7 separate regions of the Mus musculus genome follow, and regions 1, 2, 3, 4, 5 and 7 are each linked to region 6. The links are chromatin contacts, called in public ChIA-PET, HiChIP or PLAC-seq, capture Hi-C and promoter capture Hi-C maps. All regions are on one chromosome and are shown on one strand. Each heading gives the region's core, a stretch centred on a gene start, on an enhancer-like site or on the middle of the called end of the contact. The rest is flanking DNA. Distances are from core to core; before and after follow the strand shown. Region 1 holds the start of Pde8a (phosphodiesterase 8A). Region 2 holds the start of Pex11a (peroxisomal biogenesis factor 11 alpha). Region 3 holds the start of Wdr73 (WD repeat domain 73). Region 4 holds the start of Mesp1 (mesoderm posterior 1). Region 5 holds the start of Kif7 (kinesin family member 7). Region 6 holds the start of Rccd1 (RCC1 domain containing 1). Region 7 holds the start of Sec11a (SEC11 homolog A, signal peptidase complex subunit).

Region 1 (2,700 bases), core at 98-2,597, 890 kb before region 6:
CAGGCTTTAAATACCACACGTATGCTAACAAACCTGAACTTCAGATAAAGCGTGCAGTGAAGCCAAACCTATGTTCCAGGTTACATTTCAATGGCCCCCAAAAAAGTGGAAAAGTGAAACTGCTTGTGCAATGAGAGGACAGAGGTTGGGATAAGCTAGGCAGGGGGTGAGGGGGGGGGGGAACTGGTGGCATCTAAGACCCTTCCCAGTGCGGACAACCCTTGCCTTTCTACTCTGGGAATGCCAGAGCAAAGTGCACTCTGGTTTACCATGTCAGGAACGTGCCGGGGATATCCCGGGTCCCCCACCCACCCCGCTGGGAGAAAACTGACTCGCCGCGTCCGACCCCGGCCGGGAAGGAACGGACACGGCGGATCCCGCGGCGCCGCGTCATAGCCCTGTTAAGCCTCGGTCCGCGACAGCCCGCAAACGCGGGCGGCTGGCGTCGGTCAACGCCAGGGCGGCTGCCTAGAGGGCCCCCAGTGCCCCGCGTTTGTTTCCCCGCCCTCCCAGTGCGGCTCACCTTCGAGGCGCCGTTATCCCGAGGCTGAGGCTCCACGAGCCCGGGCGCGGTCGACCATCGCTGAATAGATCTCGGCGCGGGGCCCGGGACGTCCACGTCCACGTCCTCGTCCTCGCCGTCGCTGTGGCTAAACGTTCGGTTTTCGGAAGTGTGGATGCTCGGGGCGCAGCCCATACTGGCGGCGGCGGCACCGCGGACTCGCTGGCGGGCAGCCGCGATCCGGTCAGCAAACGGCCCGCCCGGCGCCTCGGGGCCGCCGCGGGCGCCGTGTCATCGCGGCCTGAGCGGGCGGGCGGGCAGGCGGGTGGGCGGCGGCGGCAAGCGCGGGTCTCGCGTCAGGAAGCGCGGCCGCCCCTTTTATTGCGCTGCGGGCGCGGCGGCCGTGGGGAGGGGGCGCTGGGGCGAGAGGCGCGCCGCGGACGCCCCTCCGAACATGCCCTTCCTGAGGCGGGAGCCGCCGCTGTCTCCCTCACATCGCCGCGCGCGCCGCAGCCGCCGCGCTTCCGGGGAAATGTCGGGGGTGGAGATTTGCGCTCTCGCCACCGGGAGCCGCGAGCCCGCGCCGCGTTTGCACCGCCGCCCTCGCCTCGTCTGACTCTCGAGGAAACGGGCGCTCGCTCGCCTGGCGGTGCCTCTCCTCGGCCCGGCGGACGGCTGGGTGAGCGCCCCTAGTCGGGCTACCGTAGGGGAGCCCAGCCCTCGGCGCCCGCACTCCGAGCTGGGGACCCGCTCGCTGACGGAGCGAGCGCCTCGACTCCGGTCGGGCCGCGCCGTCGAGAAGCGCCGAGGCGGCTGCGCGAGCCAGGAGTTGAGCATCCGAGACTCCCGCTCCGTGCTCCGGACCGCGTCTTGCGGGCAACTCGCCGCGCCCAGCCCCCAGCGGTGACCTCCAGCGGCTGCTGGCGTCAATGCAAAGCAGCTGGGGCGCCCGCCGCCCGCTCCCTGTACCGCCCGTCCAAGAGCATGCGCGGCCGCGACCGCAGGGGCACCTAGCCAGCCCGTCCGGAGAAAGGAAAGGACTTGCTGAAGGATACAGAGCCATTCTGCTTCAGGGGCTACCGAGTTCGTTCACTGTCAGGTCACTGTGTTTGAGATTTGGAGCTATCGTCCGTTAAGAGACCAGTTGGAAGGACCTCAGTCCGAAGCGTTCCGAAGTCCATGGGGAACTACACTCCAGGTCCCAGGCGTTATTACCAGGGATAGCCCTTGCTCCAAGACCTGGCACGTCACGCCTCTGGTTGCACTCAGACCTGTGGGACTGCAATATTTCGAAGTTGGTTAGGGAAAGCCGGTCCTCTTAACCAAAGGACGATTCCAGGTTCGACAGTCCCAAGGATCCGAACCAAATGAAGAGTTGTGCGTCCGTCCAGCAGGGATCAGAACTGCAGCCCCCCAAGTGCTACCAGATAGCTAGCTGTGTGACTCCAGATGAGTCTCTTAACCTCTCGGTAGCTGAAACTGGAGGGCGACGCCCCTGGGTGTGCATCTGATACCCAGAGCCAGCCACTTCGAGGGCCTTCCCGCCCTTCTTTGCTCTCTAGGTCCACCGGGACCCTGGCGGGACCGGGACGTAGCTTCCTTTCCTCAGTCCACACCTTTCCTACACGCACCCGGGTGCGACCCTGAGTGGCTGAGACTCCTGCCCGCGGACTGGCTACTGTTAAGACCCGGAGATGTGCTCCGGGCTGAAGTCCCTGCTGTGACAGACACAGGTGCTTGGTCCCTGTGGCAGCTGCAACGTCCTTGAGCATCGATCTTCGCCACCAAAGGAGGATACAGGGCGGCTTCCGGAGCGGATAAGGCTGGAGCAGCTTTAGAAACTGGTTCTCTTTTCTGGCCTTTGGCACGCGGCTCCTTTGTCAAGTTAAAGCACGCTGTCCTATAAAAATATGACTGGCTCCTCCAAGGTGTCTTGAAAAACAGGAAAAGTTTTTGTACTGACACCCGTTATTCCACCCAGTCTGTGGTGTTTTCAACTAGCAGTCTTAGAGGGTAGATTTTTTGTTTTGTTTTTTTTTGTTTTGTTTTGTTTTTTTTCAGCTGGTAGCTGGATCCCTAGAGAAATTGCCTTTAGCCAAGATGCACGTACAAGTCTAAGGCTCTTCTCTCCGCCCACCAAAAGTCTGGCCTTGACAACTCCACAGTGACCTTGCTAGTGAAGCTCCAGGAAGCCCCGG
Region 2 (2,700 bases), core at 83-2,582, 580 kb after region 6:
TTTGTTACTTGTTATACAATTTTCAAATAGTTAAACATAGAGTCTATAGGTCTGGTGTGTACTTTACTTCGGGCCTGCAAGTGTTAGGGGCAGGCCCGAAGCAGGGAATAGAGAAAAGTAGGCGACCCGATTTCACAGACACACCGAGCAAGCTTATAAATTTCCTTTCAAGGAGCAGCTTGCAGAGCTTCCACCAGAGACTCTGGGTTTTCTCACATGCTGTCCGCACGCTGCTCCCACCCTTTCACCAAGCTGCTGCTTGGGAACCTCCATTGTAAAAAGCACGGCTTTCTCTTTTCCTCCTCTTCTTCATCTCTCTATTCTTGGAAGCTACTGAGATTCACAGTTTGCCCTGTTGTCTTTTTTTTTTTCTTTCAAGCTGGCAGTAAAATCGCCCTCCAGTTTCAATCTGCAACTATTTCTTTTTTTTTTTTTTTTTTTTTTTTTTTTTTTTTACTAGCCCACAATAGGGAGCCTTGCTGTCCGCAGTAACAAGTTAGAGCATTAGGAAAGCCTGCCAGCTGAGGGAGGACCATGTATTGTGCATTATTGTACAGTTAATGTGGCCCAGGTCCCTGCAGGGATCAGTGAGCGTAGCTCAGCTGGCTAGAGAGGCGTCACTGAGGGGTCCTGGCCCACAAGCTTTCAGAGAAGCCTAGGAACTCACATGTTACCCCATCCTTAGAAAAGCACCTCTGGGGCATCCCCTAAGAAGGTTGGGTGACGAGACTGAGGCTGTGTTTCAGCAGGATATTCCCACCCAAGCCATCAGAGTCATTGCTGGAATAATATCATAAAGGGGTAGGGTAAACAGAAAGACAGGGGAGAGGTAATGAGGCGAGGAAGGAGGGAGAAGCGGTGAAAAGAAGAAAATTACTAAGTGGGGCTCCATCTTCAAACGCCACAGAACCAACGATCAGCGGTGCAATGTCACTGATCTCCCTTGCCTGTGCTTTGCTGGTGTGGAGCTTGTAGGATTTCCTCAGGAATCATTTGGTTTTTCAATAATCCTAATAGAAAATTCTCCCACTTTACTCCCACTCTTCTGCTAGAAACACACCCCAGGAACTGACTTAGCTCTGTTGCCTGCATCATAAGGCCTGACACTGGGAAAGGATGCGGCCTGCAGCCTGAGAAGACCATTTAGCATTCCTGATGGGGTTCATGGGTACCTGGGGACACCTGGACGCCTGAGGCAGGGGAATGACCCACTCAGTGCCTCTACCTGGAAACCAAGACGGGAGAAGGCCACGACCTTGTGAAACTCAGCTCTACTCACAAGTCTTGTGGCTTGGCGTCGCCTTAGTAACTACCACTTCCGGTACTAACCGGAACTCCAAAAGCCGCGTTTCCGAAGGTGTGCCCACCCCCGTGTGGGCGGAGAGACGAAGTCCCACCCACCTGGCAACTAATCTGTTCCCGCTGTCCCCCGGGACCGGCGACGTCCCAGGGGACCCACGAGGGAGCGGGCGCAACGCGTGGCTGTGGGTGGGAGCCATGGACGCCTTCATCCGAGTCGCCAACCAAAGCCAGGGCCGGGACCGACTTTTCAGGTGAGTCAGGTGCTGTCGGCCTCCGCCCCCGTCCCTTCAGGACCCAGGGTTTCTTCTCGGAGAAAGAGGTCACAGCCCGGTAAATCGAGGCACGAGGCCGCGGCCAGCTCCCACTGAGGAGTTGCGAGCCGAGCCCCTCCTCCCTGTGAACCCGGAGGGACTGTGCGTGTCAGCCACCTCGGTGTCTCGGGAGGTGACAGCGGCCCATGAGTGCGATCTCCTAACTTTCCCCAGGAGAGGGAAAGTTCCCAGCCGCTCGACATCTTTCCTAGAGATTTCTTTTCCAGAGAAACTTGGAGCTTCTTTTGTAGCTAAGGAAACAGAACACCTGTAGTTTGGAGCGCTCGTGAAGTCGTAACTCACGGAAAGACAGATTTATCTTCTTTATCTTCATTTTGGTCCAGTCTGCGCCTTGGAGATATCAAGCTGTTAAAAAGCTGCTTTGTAAACTGTAAACTGTACAGCGGACAAAGTGTTTGAACAATACCTCCCAAGTACATAGTGTACTTTCGAAATCACCAATGCGTGTTTAAAACTAATCCTACTTCATTTTTTTTTAAAAGAGAAATTTGAATGCCCCTCGGTGATCATTTAAAAGAAAAGGAAAAGGGGTATGTGTGAAACATAGGAGTTTAATTTAACAACACTTCTTTTCCAGATGTTTAAGTGGTCAACCTCTAAAATTAACTAAGCATACAAGTAAGAAAAGTCCTAATGGTGAGACTTGACTGTACAGAGCCTCCATTGCAGCCCTGAGATACTTTAATATTCTAATTTCACATATAGGGAAACTGAACCAGGAGGCTAGGAAAAACTAATGTGGCCGAGCCAAAAGATGCAGGTCCACATAGTTGACTCCAGCACCAGCCCACCTCTTCACTTAGGCCATGCTGCCTTTCTGTTTAACTTGATAGAGTCTCAGAATGGCTGAGGATTAGCCATGGTTCATTAGAGGTCAACACATATATCATTTCAGTGGTCCCAGAATGTACCCTACACTGTCTTTAATTTAGGATATATGTATTCAGCAAAATTTTATTTCCCAATCTTTCTAAGGAACTATATAACCATGAACAAACAAACCAACTAGCATTCCTAAAATAATGCCCTGTTTTCAGCCACTATTGAACCAAACCTGAGAGAGGAA
Region 3 (2,700 bases), core at 181-2,680, 580 kb before region 6:
TTTAGTTGTCATGACTACCCTGTGAAGTTGGGGCTATATTCTGGGAAAACCAATCCCCCTGACTCCTCAGGTCTTCCAGGGAGAAAGGTTCTCACTGAGAGGCTCAGCTGAGAGCCTGCAGCTGCCCTCCTGGGTACACTCAGCATTTCCCTGATTTGTGGACTCCAGAGTCAAGTCTTCCCTTCTTGCCTTCAGTACAGGAGGCTGCTGGAGCCACTACTGCAGAAGTGATGCCAATAATGGAACAAACCGGATGCTGGGCTTAGAATGTGTCCATCCAGGGAAGCTGACAATGGAACCCTAGCAGTGGCCTCCTCTGGATGTAAATCCTAAGCTCAAATGTGTTAATCTGTTACTGTGATTTCTGGTTGGGTCACCAGGAATGTTAATGATGCAGACACAAAGTCTTTCCTGCTGTATTTCTTGCTTCCCTGGTGAAGTGGTGAATAAAAATACTGCTCTTTACACAGAATGTCTGGGCCTCTCCTTCCACCCACATTTGAGGAAAGAGGGAAGGGTTCTGGAGGGTGGCATGTTCAGAGAGCTAGGGTGGTCTTAGAAAAGCCCCATCACCCCCCACCATGGCACCAGCCAGCCAGCTCTCAGCAGTCAGGTGTTGTGTTGGCTGCACTGATCCAGCCACGAGTGAGTTCTGCTACCAAAAGCTTCTTCCCCTGCAGTGGGGGGCTACCTACACTATGCTGCACTCGCCCCACCTTTGATCCCCATGGCAAACTTTAGTGCACTACCTGGTGCATACGGGAGAGAGCCACACTAGAATCCAGCCCTGCTGTGTTCTTTTTCTTCTCCGAATGTAGGGTCCTCCATACATGTTGCCAAAGTTATCGAATAAAAATTAAGTTGGAATGTCAGATACTTTGTTGATCGTGTCCTGTGTAACAGTAGACTGGCCTCGAACTCTCTATGCAGCAGATGATGACCTAAAACTTCTGATCAGTCATGCGCCACCGCGCTGGGTTTTTTGTCTATTTTTACGGGGTACTGAAAAGCTAACTCCGTGCATGCCGGGCAAGCACTCTAGCAGCTGAGCTACATCCCCAGTTAAACAAGATTCCTTTCATTTTAAAAAATAAAAAAGTCCTTAAGTATCCTTTACGGACAATACACGCAAACTTAAATTAACTGTTCACTTGAAGTGCCAATTAAGTCTGTATTGTACCTGCTTTGGGACACTGACAGCTCTTTGGCTGCACATTCTTGATCCTAAATATACATTAGGGGTATATTTGATGTCTCCGATCCTGCTTGTAGCTGACATCGATGGATCTGGTTTTTTTGCGTCGTTTTCACCCGGACTCTGCACACAGAACAGAAGAAACATCAACAGGGCTTCGCGCAGCGCTGAGCGCTTCCGCCCCAGCCAGCGGAAGACCACGCCCTCTCCTCGCGAGAGCGCGCGCCTGCCCAGGAAGTCTGGCTGGCGGAAGTGGAGCGACGGAAGCCACAGTTGCTATGGAGCTCGCTGAGGACTGGCTCGTGGAGTCTTTGCGATTGTAAATTGGCCCGTGGGCGGGTCTGATGGGCAATGGGAGAGGGCGCGTGCGGTTGTGGGCTCGTGGGCAGTGCCCAGGCACGGACCGATGGAGGTCCTGACCCCCGGCCTCTAGCTCTGGGACTCTGGGTCCTTTGTAAGCAAGTAATGTGACCAGATCCGCGCATGTGAGGGCTGATAAGGCACACATGGCCGGTTACCCTGGGCCGGATTCTAGGTTAACTTGAACACAGGTTTCTCCTGATTGTTCACCTCAACTTGGGGAAATCAACTTTATGGGAGTTCCGCAGGTGAGGAACCAAGGCTTGGTTCCTTATGGCCAGCCCGGTCTCATACACCAGGGAGGAAAATGCAGAAGAAAAGATTCAGCCCCATGTTTACCTAACTCCAGAGCCTGGTTCCACCAGTCCTTCAGCGATCTCCCAGTTCTTGGTTAGCTGTGCGTCGCGTGATTTTTGTAACCCTATCCTGCAGGTACCAAGACTTCCATGCATTTGACCTCTCAGGAGCCACTCGAGTCCTTGAGTGGATTGGTGAAAAAGGTAATATATCTTGCCTGCTACTAAACGAGATGCGTTTCTGCCTCATGGGCTGAATTTTAAAGTCTGAGCCGCTAGGGAGACCCATTCAACTTCCATCCCCTGACACAAGGCTACTCAGAGAATGGGGAAGGTATTGGGAGAATTTATAAATCCAGCCACGATCCACGATATTTCTAACTCTTTGTCATAGTTACTGTTTTATTTCAGGAGTCTTTGTTGCTGGTTATGAAAGTTTGAAAAAAAATGAGATTCTTCATTTGATACTACCTCTCAGGCTCTCTGTACAGGAAAACCAGGTAACTTAAATAGAGAAGCTGATTATCTGTGTCAATTTATTATGCATTTCTGGAGTGCCTGTTACTCTGCCTGACAAGTACCTGGGGCTGCCACAGAAGGAGGGGGGGGGGGCGGGCGGCGGCGTGTGCAAACCTTTAATCCAGGCACTTGGGAGGCAGAGGCAGGTGAATCTCTGTGAGTTTGGGGCCAGCTTGGTCTACAGAACGAGTTCCAGGACATCCAAGGTTACACAGAGAAACCCTGTCTCAAAAAAAAAGAAAAACAAAACCAAAGTCTAGAACAAGGCCCCTGTGCATGGGGATGAATGCCAAGGACAAGCAGGTGGTCGCAGGAGAGCTGCTACAGGCA
Region 4 (2,700 bases), core at 64-2,563, 530 kb after region 6:
CAGGTTTGCTTTAATCTCTCAATTTGTATTTATTTCTCTTTATTTTTCCAACCTAGTCCCTTCATTCAGTACAACACTGAACAGGTATGGTAAGAGCAGGCATCCTCAACAGCCAGGCTCACAACTGCAGTAAGCTGAGGCAGCAGGATCAGGAGCTAAAGGCCAGCTGGGTTAGAGTAAGTTTGAGGCTAGCCTGGGCTACATGAGACCATGTTTCAAGATGTGGGAGGAAGAACACTGGAGAGACGGCTCAGCAGTTAAGAAGAGCACATGTTGCTCTTGAAGAACCCAAGGTTCTGTTCCCAGAAGCCACCTCAGGCAGCTTACAATTGCCTGCAAGGCCCGATCCTAAGGAACGTGACACCTCTGGCCTGTGTGGGGGCACCAGCACACACACACACACACACACACACACACACACACACACACACACATCTTTAAAAAATAAAAGGCAGCCTATGAACCTAACAGGTAGCATCCTATGAAATAGATTATAAAACTGCCATTGGGACAGATGAAGGTTTCTGCTTTTCAGGGTTTTTGGGTTTTGTTTTGTTTTGTTTTGTTTTTTCCAACACAGGATCTTATGTAGCCCATGTTAACCTGGGCCATATACAGCTAGGCCTGGCCTTGAACTCCTGACCCTCCTGCCTTCACCTCCCAAGTGTGCCACCAGCTCAAGGAGTTGAGTTTTGTCAAAGGACTTTTTACTCACTGTAGCTGACCAAAGCAGCAGAGCTCCAGTCATGGGAGGGCTGGGAAGGGGACCAAGCTCCCCATCTTGCCAAGACTAGAAGTGACTTGTAGTGTGGGGAGGCAGGCTCACCTCTCCCCCTGCCCGGACACCCCAGCAACCTCACAGGTCGGTCGGGATGGTTTCTTCAATGTGCCTCCCATAGCCTGGACATCAGGGAGGACTACAGGCCACATCCAAGCCTCTGGGAAGGACTGAACTAGAGTTCTCTCCGTGTCTAGAGGTCCCTAGTCCACAGTTGGCCAATGCAATCCCGAAGTCTCTTGTTATACAATTTGTAAATTAAAGTGATGGAAAAAAATGGCGTAGGGTCCCTAATAAATGAAGGTGTACCCTAAGCCTAGGAGCTAGACTTCAGTTCTCTGAGCATGGTTCTTTCAACTGGCAGTCCTGGCCATAGGTGCCTGACTTACTGAGGCCCCAAATATGGTCCAGGTGGAGCAGACTGGACTAAGGGGTCCTGCACCTCAGAGCCCCTGCTATGGTTCAAAGGGTTCAGGCCCTGCCCCCCTCCTGGCTCGAGCCGGCTTTGATATGCTGATGAATTCTGGAAGGGGCCCGCTTCACACCTAGGGCTCAGGATAAAGCTACAGCGGACCCAATGGTCAGGCCTCCGCTGCCATGGCCCAGCCCCTGTGCGAGCCGCGCTCCGAGTCCTGGATCCTGAGTCCCGCTGGTCGGCAGCCACCGATGCCTTCCGATGGGAACAGCGTCTGCTCCCCAGCCTGGTCCTCGGACCCGTGGGACGGTGCCCAGGCCAGCAGCCCTGCACCACCCTGCGCCCGCCCGGCCCGGCGTGCTGGGACCCCGGGTAGGCGCGGGACGCACGGTAGCCGCCTGGGTAGCGGACAGCGGCAGAGCGCCAGCGAGCGGGAGAAGCTACGTATGCGCACACTCGCCCGCGCGCTGCACGAGCTGCGCCGCTTCTTGCCGCCATCCGTGGCACCAACCGGCCAGAACCTGACCAAGATCGAGACGCTGCGCCTGGCCATCCGCTACATTGGCCACCTGTCGGCTGTGCTGGGACTCAGCGAGGACAACCTCCGGCGACAGCGGCACGCGGTGTCACCTCGAGGCTGCCCGCTGTGCCCCGACAGCGACCTGGCGCAGTCGCAGTCGCTCGGTCCCCGTTTAAGCCCGGCCGTCTGCAGCGGGGTGTCGTGGGGATCCCCGCCTGCCTACCCTAGACCCCGAGTCGCCGCAGAATCGTGGGACCCATCGTTCCTGTACGCAGAAACAGCATCCCAGGAAAGGCAGGAAATGGAGCCCAGTCCCTCATCTCCGGTTAGTAACCCCTTCCCCCACACTGTCGAGGTGGCGCCCCCTACTGTTGGTGCGCGACGCACAGCCCCACGTCGCGGACCAGCCTCTCTGCTGCACTCAGGATCTCCCTTGGGCGCATCCCCGTGTGCCCTGGGTGTCCGAACAGGGTGGGAGTTGGACAGGCAGGGATTAAGGACGCTTTGCTTGCTCGCTTAACCTTGAGCGTGGAGCGGATGAGCGCGGACCTGACCCTGGGGCAGGTGTTGATTGTGGCGCTGTTCACTCTTCCTGCAGCTCTTCAGCAGCGACATGCTGGCTCTTCTAGAAACCTGGACGCCGCCGCAGGAGTGGCCGCCTGCCTGAAGAGTGGAGGGGACAATGCAACGGATGATTGTCACCCTGTCTGAGCACAGACACTTTTCCTTTGGTCTTGGCACCTTCGGAGGGAGTAGATCCTGGAAGAGGCGGCAGTGATACCAACATGGGCATCCCGGGGTGGGAGCTGGCCCTCATCCAGACTGTACCATTCCAACCCTCCTTGGAAGGAGGCGCCCAATAGGGTACACGCTCTAAAGATGAAGCAGGCACAAGCTTTGCCTGGTGTGTATTTATTTATTTGTGAATAAACCGATTGTGCTAGTGTCATTTGGAGGGTTTATTTTTCTTTCTTCCTTATTTGGGGG
Region 5 (2,700 bases), core at 134-2,633, 610 kb after region 6:
TTGTTAGTCTGGAACTCCTGCCCGTGCCCTGCACAAGTTGGGAAACCCATCTGCCCTCCTTTCCTCCAACTCTGCCCTCCCAGAGAAAATGTCTGGCTAACACATCATCACTTTATCACTCTTGGGCTCCCCGTTGCCAGCAACCCACCCAAGAGTGCCCACCCAGGGGCTCAGTTTTTGACCATGTGTGAACATCACCCCAGCTCCTTGCTGGCACTCCTCACCTAAACTCTATAAAAGCCCCTTGCTTTAGCGGATGTGTGACGTCACTGACCTCCACCTGTGAGATCGGTGAACCCACCAGAGATCTGCCTCCTAATAAACCTGCCTGTATCTACTTTTAATCTGGTCTAATCTGGCCTGTATCTGTGTCACCAAGGGAGAGAATATGCCTATCAGGGACCCCCGGCCCCTGCTTATCTTACCAATGAGACACCACATGGCCTCATCATTGGCCTCACTTCAGGCTGTGATTCTACTGTATGGGGCTGAGTGTTTTCTCATATAGATCTGGGAGAACTGGACATTTCTGCAGCCTTTAATTATGCTGCCTCTATAGCAGGCAGTCATCTGAATACATCTATCAAAATTTGTTTTTCTTTAGTGGTGTTTTAAGTGATAAATATGTATTCTGGGATGGTGGTGGTTATTCGTGGTACTTGGGATAAAAAAACAAGACTTCCCTCATGCTAGGCAAATGCCCCACTCTGCCTCTCCCAGTCTGCTTTCCAGATTTTTTATTTTTGTGTTTGTCCAGAGGCTACACCTCTGTAGCCAGGATGGTGCTGATCCCCTGCTGCTCAAGGATTCTGCAGAGTTCTGGGATTATAGGCATGGGCCACTCACCCTGGCTTGGATTCTAGATTTGAATTACAAATTCAACAAAGCATGGTGTTTCCAGTCAAAGAGATGGACAGCCAGCTTTGCCTCTCTGGATGACAAGTGTCCCTTGACAGTGACTCTAAACTGCGATTGAATCTCATAAATCCTAAAATGAGACATAGTTTTAGGAACTAAAACTTCCTAGGGAAGGTGGTTTTGTTGTTGTTACGTTTTGTTTTTAATGAGGATTATGGCTTAACCCTGGGAGCAGAAAGAAAGAAGTGGGTCTATGAGAAGACAGATGTCTGGTGCCGATTTCCCAGTTTTCTAAGACCTGAAGAGAAGCCACTGGCTGCTTCCCTGGGCCCGCCCCCCGGCAGAGGCCCGCCCCTCCCCCATAGGAGGGCCCGCCCAGCCCCGTCTGCGGACCGACTTGGAGGCGCCCTGCCTGCGCCTCCGCCCCCGAGCGCCGGGGCAGGCGGGGTTGCGGGTGAAGGGAGGGATGTTTGGGGGGGCGGGGGTCCCGATGACGGCATCGGAGCGCGCCGGGTCGGGGCGCCGAGCTTGGCTGCGCGTCCCGGGACTGCGCTCGCACTCTGGCAGGTGGGTGTGGGTCCCGAGGGGATGGAGGGCTAGACAGGGCTCACCCGGGAGGCGACTGAGCAGCCCCCCATCTGTGCCCCTCAGCTTACTGCGAGCTCCCTCACTGGGCGGGCCGGGCCAGGAGGAGCAGCCTGCGAGGGTCCACGTTTGTAATCACTTTTGCAAACTTTCCGGGAGGGCCTGTTCCCAGAGGCCGATCGCGCGGGTGGAGTTGTCAGGGCGCCTTTGAGGCTCGGAGCCTTGATTGTGGGGAAGGAGAAGCCGGGACCACACACAGCTCCAGAGTCTACCTGGGGATTGGAGTGCCGCCAGGCACTGTTACCTCTGTGTACCCAGGCTCCAGCACCTAACCAGAACCGAATGAATGAGCGGTTATACAAGCAGAGATGCTAAACAGTAAATACGAAAACAACGAAGTGTAGCGTGGGATACTGCGGTTGAAGAATGTGGTGAGAAAGGAGAAGGCGAGATTGGGGGCGGGAGGGGTCCTCACGGATTGCTAGATAGTATTGTACCCTGTGCTGGGTGCTGATGATAGAGTTCGAAATAGACAAAGAGGGTTCTTGCTTTCCATGGGGAGAGAGACTCTGGCTCTGGCATCCGTGTGGTCAGTGTCTGATGTGGGCAGCACAAAGGGCTGTCTGTAGTGGTGATGGGACAGAGCAGAGCAGCTTCCCTGGCCCTGTGGGGAAGGTGAGCCCAGCCCAAGCGTGGGTGGATGAAGATGGTAACACAGAGGTTGATGGCCTGAGAGGAAAGGCATGGTATTCAGGAGATGGGGAAGGTAGGGAGTGTGTTCTAAGCTTCCTTTATTGTTAGTGGGGTGTAAAAATGAGACTGTCACAACTGTGTTTTTGAAAGATGCTCTAGACTGCGCGGTTGGAGAGGTCGGGGAGACTGAAACTCGGAAAGGGAGCAGGCAGAAGTTATCCCTTCAGGGTGTCAGCAGCATGACTGGTTTTGGCAACAGGATGAGGAGTGTAGCTGATAATCTTGAGAGATACTTAGGAGATAGAACTGGCAGAGTTGGGGGTGGGTGGGTATGGGGGACTTTTGGTATAGCATTGGAAATGTAAATGAGCTAAATACCTAATAAAAAATGGAAAAAAAAAAGAACTGGCAGAGTTTAGTGATAGGAATTTGGTCTTGAAGGATCTTTTGGCTTCTTTGAAGAAGATGGGCAGGTGTCAAGCAGTTTCAGGGAGGAGCAATGGTAGAGACTTAGAAGGGGGAGTGGGACAGCTGGAACACAAAAACCGGAGATATCAAGTGCTG
Region 6 (2,700 bases), core at 159-2,658:
AGATCTTGCAGGCCCTGCTCCTCAGCCCCAACCAGGAGCTGCAGCACCGGGGCACCGTGGTGGTGCTGAACATGATGCAGTCTTCGAAGGAGATCGCCGGCACCCTGATGGAGAGTGAGGTCCTGGAGATCCTGTCAGTGTTGGCCAAGGGCGAGGAGAGCCCAGTCACCAGGGCTGCCGCAGCCTGCCTGGAGAAAGCAGTGGAATATAGACTCATCCAACCCAACCAGGACGGAGAGTGACGATCGGCCCGGGGCCCACAGCTCACGCATCTGTCACCCTTCACAGCTCTGAGTCAGCACTGGGATGCTCGATACTTGCCTCGCCTCCACAGCTGCCACAGTTGCACTTTGGTGTTCTCAGGACACACAGCATACAGCCCTGCCCTGCCAGCACTCAGGAGGGCCCTGTCTGTACTGTAGAGAGCTGAGGCTGGGGGACGTACATCCCATTCAAGCCTGAGGATTATGGGCATCAAGAAGGAAGGACACAACAGCATCCTCACATGCTGGGAGCATCATCAGAGCCTGCCAGCAGGCTCACCCCGCTAATAAATTCTGTGGAACTAAAGCATCTGTTTGTTGTTGTAGGCGGGGCTGCTGAGGGTGGGACACTCAGGAGCAACAGCTGGACATCAGCAAAGTGTGCTGTAGAGCGCTGTTGCTGTAACAGAAGGAAGCCAGTGGGCCCATGGAGAACCTTTGTAGACAAGGCCTTAATATGGGTAGGACAGGCTGGCTTCAAACTGATAATCCTTTCTCAACCGTTAAGAGTTGTAGGAATTACAAGTGCCAACACCCACGCTGGTTTCTTTCTAAATCCTGGTGAGTTAGCCTAAAGCTTAGGAAGCTGATCAAATTTCAGTGTCTTTTTTTTTTTTTTTTTTTTTGTTTGTTTGTTTGGTTGGTTTTTTCTTTTTCTTTCTTTCTTTTTTTTTTTTTTTTTGGTTTTTTTTCGAGACAGGGTTTCTCTGTATAGCCCTGGCTGTCCTGGAGCTCACTTTGTAGACCAGGCTGGCCTCGAACTCAGAAATCCGCCTGCCTGTGCCTCCCGAATGCTGGGATTAAAGGCGTGCGCCACCACTGCCCAGCTTTTTTTTTTTTTTTTTTTTTCAGTGTCGTTTTTTTATGCTGGTCCTTGGATACATTTGTCATGATATTGTGAGTTTTCTGTGATCTCTACCCAGTCTGTGTTTGGAATTTGGGGTCAGTGTGCGCTTCCCTCGGGGAAAATACATTTTTCTGTAACTCTGCCAGGTTGAAGGAGAAACAGGACTCAAATAGATTCCCTATATGGCTAGGAACACCGGTTTCTTAGAGGCTGGAGTCCAGGCTTGGCACTCATTGGCTCAGTACAAGTAAGTGACAGAGCCTGGGCCAATCAGTGAAGGCACTAGTACTACAGCTTCCTGTTTGGCCCTCAGTCCTGCGCTTGTTCAGTAGTGAACGACCTCCTTCCTTGTTCAAAGGGAATGGAGGGTGTCAGGGCTTGGTCTTCGCCCGCCGTTTCCCTCGGATCGTCAAGAGTATCCATTCATTCAGTGGTTCCAACCGCGTCCACTGCTGTTGGCGCGCACAGGAGACTTCAGCCTACTGCCTGGTGGCAGGTAACCCGGCGCATGTGTGCCGGTCAGGCGCGCCCCAGTGGTGACGTCACCGCTCGTGCCTGCGATTGGCTCCGAAAAGCTGGCGCACCGAATGACCGCGTTGCTTGGCGCGGAGGCCCTTAAAAAGTGCTTTACTCCGCCGGCCATCTGTTCCCCGAGCCATACATTACTATGCGCTGCTCACTTTCAAGGTTTCCTGCTTAAAGGGCTTTCCTGATGAGTTGAGGGTACAGGCTAATGGGAAGATGAAAGATTCCTTTGGTTGGGGATCCAGGAGCTGTAGTCTCAGATCTGACTTAAGAGGCTCGAGAGTGTCTGTAAAATTCTGATCCATTCGAGTGAAGTGGCGTTGCATTTTGAACCGCGCGACTGTCTCCCAATTTCAGCCTGAGCTCCCTGGGACCCATAGTCATCACATTAAGTCAAAGGAAAGGCGCAGCAAAGACTTCTTGAATAAACGACCGAGTAAGGTCCAGTGGAAATTGTCCAAATGCCTCTGAAACCCGGTAAGAGCCAATGGTCATTTTCGTCGTTAAATTCTACTGTGTAAACTAAGCTAGGACTGTTTACACTTAAATTTTGATTTGTATTTATTGCAAACAGTTCTGCTAGGTAGATACAAGCAGTGCTGTCCCCACTCGCCTTGTAAAACTGAAGTTGTGCAATAGGATCCAGGTGCACAGGCACGCCCACCTAGGTCCCAGGTGTTTATTCTTCTTGTTGGGACGAGGCTTATAAATCCATAGGACACGGCTCAGCTCCACACTTGCTGTGTGATTGGGAGTCTAGAGAAAAATGGAGTCAATTTGAATGGAGACTCGGGGTTAAAGTTCTCAAGGCTAAGAGACTGGAGCTGTGGGCCTCAGATCCTAGTGTTGTATCTGATCTCCCACGTACATGCCTCACAGTTCCCTTGTGGTAATAGAAATAAGTTCTGGGTTGCAAAGAAAGAGACCACTGTTAAGGCCTAGATGGAAGGTTAAGGCCTAGGTAACCGTTACCTGGACAGCCTGCCATTATAAAGAAACTTTCTCATGTTTGTGCTGTTCCTAAGGAACTTTCTAATGCTAAGATTGATTATATAGTTATGTTCT
Region 7 (2,700 bases), core at 158-2,657, 620 kb before region 6:
TTTTTTTGGTAGCATCTCTCTATTATGAATCTCTGGCTGTCCTGGAATTCACTATTTAGACCAGGCTGGCCTCGAACTTGCAGAGATCTACCTGTCTTCCCCCCATCACCCACTTGTACGAGATGCTTTTAAAGCTTCCCAACTAAATAGCTTATTCACCTTTTTTGGACCCACAGGATTTTGAGCTGCTCTTGGGGCTCTTCAAGGCACAAAATACAGGGTCAAAGCTCATTCCCACTTAATTTGAACTTAGGTTGAATTTAACACTGACAAGCTTATGTGAAGGTTTCTACTAGCCAGAATTTAGATCGAGAACCACATCAACAGTTATTAATGAAGAAGTCATTCTGATACACATATCTGGTACTGTCACGGAAGCTGGGATACCTATGGGGCACCCCATGGGGGTTTCTATGTATTTTCTTTTATAAAACTTTCTAACTTGGAAATTCTAAACATTTCCTATCCCATCTCAGTAAATGTAAGGTTTCTACTAATAGTTGAAGATAGTCTTTCTCTCTTTCCTCTCTTTAAATTCAAGTACTGATTTTGTGCCTTATACATGCCAGCTGTGCGGCCACCACTGGGAATTTAACAGTGAACAAGACATCAGCGGTTTCCTTTCCATTCTCACACCTACTTTATTGTGCTATAATTCACATACCATACAGTCCACTAAGGCGCACAATTCAATGGTTTTAGTATATACATGGAGTTGTACATCTATCACCCACCAAAAGAAACCCCATGGCAATGATGTCACTTCTAATCCCCGCCCCTGTGAAAATTTGCGGGTCAAATAAATGGCTCACATCCAAGTGTCAGGAGACAAAGCAAATCACTGTTGGTAAAGGTCAAAACTGAGACGGGTCTTCCTGGCCACCTGCACCACCAGTGCCCTCATGACACTAAGGCATCTTGTGATCAATTGGCGTGTGTGTGTGTGTGTGTGTGTGTGTGTGTGTGTGTGTGTGTGTGTGTATACAATGCTTTAAAAGACACACACAGCTTCCGGTAGCGAACCGCAGCGTGCTCCACCTGAGAACAAACAGCAAGGCACCACGTCCCGAGCCACACCCGTGCCCCAGCAGCACGCAGGAAGACACCGACTTCGCGCTGGCGCAGACTCGGCTTCCGATTGGCCAGGCCTGTCCAAGGGCCCGCCTTCCGCACGCTGTGGGCTTAGCTAACCTAGGGTCACTGTCTTCGGGAGCCGCCGCGCGGGCTGAGCACAGAAAGCAGCCTTCAGCCGGTTCTCGGCCGGAGAAGGCTACGGTCCTTTTTTGACAAGGCCAGGCCCTGGGCTGTTCTAGGGGGCTCACAAGTCATTCTTTGTCCATTCTCTGCTCAGAAGGGAGGAGCTTCGCCTGCTCCCGCCCCGGAAGCGGAAGTGCAGGCATCAGGGGGTTCTGTCCACGGTGAGCCCGGCCCGTGTTGCAGCGGTCCCTCTTGGTGGTTCTATCGCGCCCTCTTGGCTGCTAGTTGTCGCGCTCTCCATCTCACCATGCTGTCTCTAGACTTTCTAGACGATGTGCGGCGGATGAACAAGAGGCAGGTGAGACGGGCCGCCCTCTCTCTCTCTGCCAGGGTTCCTCTGGTCTCTTTGCCGTTGCGGGGCGCCCCGCGGATCTCTGGGCGGGATTGAGGGCCTGCGTGGGTCGGTTGCCTGTATGGATCATTTCTTTCTTTGCAGACTGTAGGTAGCCAAGACCTCTTTGCCCCCATTCATAGCACCAGATTCGGGGGACCGAGAGGGAAGGAGAGAACCTTTGCGATCCCTTCCCCCCGAGGAGGCAGGGGAGTAAGTGAAAACTATAGGGCGCTTTGTAAGTGGGAGTTTGGGACACTGTAAAGCGGCAGACTTAACCGTTTCTGGTGGGGCTCTGGGGAAAGCCATTACAGGTCCCACAGGAGCCGTTGTGTTGCTTTCATTGTGTAGCCACCTTTCAGCCCAGCTAGACCTCAGTGAGCTTCATCCATTTTAACTAGGGTCACTCTAAGCTCGGAGTTGAATCTGTTATACCACTTGTGTGCCAGTTTCCTTGGCAGAAAGGTGACAGTCCACTGAATCTTTGATGATAGATGTCAGTGGAACAGAAATCTTGAAACTTAAATCAGATTTTATCCTTCAGTCTTGCTGTCTTCTAGCTCATGTGTTAGAAGGTACTGAGAACACGGTCACCTTTTTGTCTCCTGAACCGAATGTTCTGGTAGCAATTGACCTTTTCCCTGCCTCCCTACCCCCCTCGTATTTTGGTATTAAGAATTGTCTCATTTAAAGATTTGGTTTATTTTGGAACAGGACTTTGTTTTGCCCTGTTTATAATTATTACATAGAAAAGTAGGTCCGTCTCTTCTTAGACATACATACAAAATTGTGAGACATTCCAGTCAGAACAGCTTTAAGGAGTAGCTGTCACTTAACTGTCTTCTGTATGGACTCCTATTTCGGTGATGGGGATCAATACCAGGGCCTTGCATTCATCACAGGCTACCAGAACCGCGCTTCTAGTTTTGAAAGACCTTATTTTTATTACTTTATTTCGAGACAGAGTCTTGCTATGTAGTCCTCCTGCCTCAGCCTCATGAGAGGTAGATTTATAGATATATGTCACAACATGGCATCACTGGCTGGTATGACTCTGCCCTGTTGCCTGGAACTCACCGTGTAGCCCAAGCTGGCTTTGAGCTGGACTCCTG

Evidence for each region. Promoter capture Hi-C pulls out the DNA fragments that hold promoters and counts their contacts. ChIA-PET counts read pairs in DNA pulled down with a chosen protein or histone mark. HiChIP or PLAC-seq counts read pairs in DNA pulled down with a chosen protein or histone mark. Capture Hi-C pulls out chosen DNA fragments and counts their contacts.
Region 1: a promoter capture Hi-C map of liver shows a contact between it and region 6, with 4 times the contacts expected there. The contact joins the promoter of Pde8a here to the promoter of Rccd1 in region 6. A contact is called at or near these places in 2 of 39 promoter capture datasets (liver and pre-B cells) and 1 of 115 datasets of contacts at active chromatin or transcription factors (embryonic stem cells).
Region 2: a contact with region 6 is called in a promoter capture Hi-C map of embryonic stem cells. The contact joins the promoter of Pex11a here to the promoter of Rccd1 in region 6. A contact is called at or near these places in 3 of 39 promoter capture datasets (cranial neural crest and embryonic stem cells) and 1 of 115 datasets of contacts at active chromatin or transcription factors (astrocytes).
Region 3: a promoter capture Hi-C map of neutrophils shows a contact between it and region 6, with 4 times the contacts expected there. The contact joins the promoter of Wdr73 here to the promoter of Rccd1 in region 6. A contact is called at or near these places in 6 of 39 promoter capture datasets (hippocampal neurons, liver, neutrophils and 2 more), 2 of 115 datasets of contacts at active chromatin or transcription factors (bone marrow-derived macrophages and memory CD8 T cells) and 2 of 9 other capture datasets (adipose tissue and liver).
Region 4: a capture Hi-C map of embryonic stem cells shows a contact between it and region 6, with 2.4 times the contacts expected there. The contact joins the promoter of Mesp1 here to the promoter of Rccd1 in region 6. A contact is called at or near these places in 4 of 39 promoter capture datasets (cranial neural crest, hippocampal neurons, liver and 1 more), 2 of 115 datasets of contacts at active chromatin or transcription factors (bone marrow-derived macrophages and large pre-B cells) and 1 of 9 other capture datasets (embryonic stem cells).
Region 5: a contact with region 6 is called in an H3K4me3 HiChIP or PLAC-seq map of embryonic stem cells, with 2.5 times the contacts expected there. The contact joins the promoter of Kif7 here to the promoter of Rccd1 in region 6. A contact is called at or near these places in 1 of 39 promoter capture datasets (neural stem cells), 2 of 115 datasets of contacts at active chromatin or transcription factors (both in embryonic stem cells) and 1 of 9 other capture datasets (embryonic stem cells).
Region 7: an RNA polymerase II ChIA-PET map of memory CD8 T cells shows a contact between it and region 6, with 26 read pairs. The contact joins the promoter of Sec11a here to the promoter of Rccd1 in region 6. A contact is called at or near these places in 6 of 39 promoter capture datasets (cranial neural crest, erythroid cells, fetal liver and 2 more), 1 of 484 Hi-C or Micro-C datasets (CD4 T cells), 2 of 115 datasets of contacts at active chromatin or transcription factors (memory CD8 T cells and thymic regulatory T cells) and 1 of 9 other capture datasets (liver).

Annotation. Positions count from the first base shown.
Region 1 is chr7:81,211,912-81,214,611 of GRCm38.p6, reverse strand. It overlaps Pde8a (phosphodiesterase 8A), which reads right to left and starts at 1,347. Exons shown (of 22, transcript NM_008803.3): 1 at 524-1,347. The coding sequence starts at 697.
Region 2 is chr7:79,741,763-79,744,462 of GRCm38.p6, reverse strand. It overlaps Pex11a (peroxisomal biogenesis factor 11 alpha), which reads left to right and starts at 1,332. Exons shown (of 3, transcript NM_011068.2): 1 at 1,332-1,553. The coding sequence starts at 1,498. Wdr93 (WD repeat domain 93) reads right to left here and starts at 1,314. Exons shown (of 18, transcript NM_001381990.1): 1 at 1,226-1,314.
Region 3 is chr7:80,899,999-80,902,698 of GRCm38.p6, reverse strand. It overlaps Wdr73 (WD repeat domain 73), which reads left to right and starts at 1,430. Exons shown (of 8, transcript NM_028026.2): 1 at 1,430-1,514; 2 at 1,988-2,055; 3 at 2,263-2,351. The coding sequence starts at 1,474. It overlaps Nmb (neuromedin B), which reads left to right. Exons shown (of 3, transcript NM_026523.4): 3 at 196-472. The coding sequence ends at 231.
Region 4 is chr7:79,792,203-79,794,902 of GRCm38.p6, reverse strand. Mesp1 (mesoderm posterior 1) reads left to right here and starts at 1,313. Exons shown (of 2, transcript NM_008588.2): 1 at 1,313-2,038; 2 at 2,312-2,662. The coding sequence starts at 1,376. The coding sequence ends at 2,380.
Region 5 is chr7:79,714,390-79,717,089 of GRCm38.p6, reverse strand. It overlaps Kif7 (kinesin family member 7), which reads left to right and starts at 1,383. Exons shown (of 19, transcript NM_001291222.2): 1 at 1,383-1,425.
Region 6 is chr7:80,323,162-80,325,861 of GRCm38.p6, reverse strand. Rccd1 (RCC1 domain containing 1) reads left to right here and starts at 1,408. Exons shown (of 9, transcript NM_173445.4): 1 at 1,408-2,112. Unc45a (unc-45 myosin chaperone A) reads left to right here. Exons shown (of 20, transcript NM_133952.2): 20 at 1-570. The coding sequence ends at 242.
Region 7 is chr7:80,946,257-80,948,956 of GRCm38.p6, reverse strand. It overlaps Sec11a (SEC11 homolog A, signal peptidase complex subunit), which reads left to right and starts at 1,407. Exons shown (of 6, transcript NM_019951.1): 1 at 1,407-1,555. The coding sequence starts at 1,505.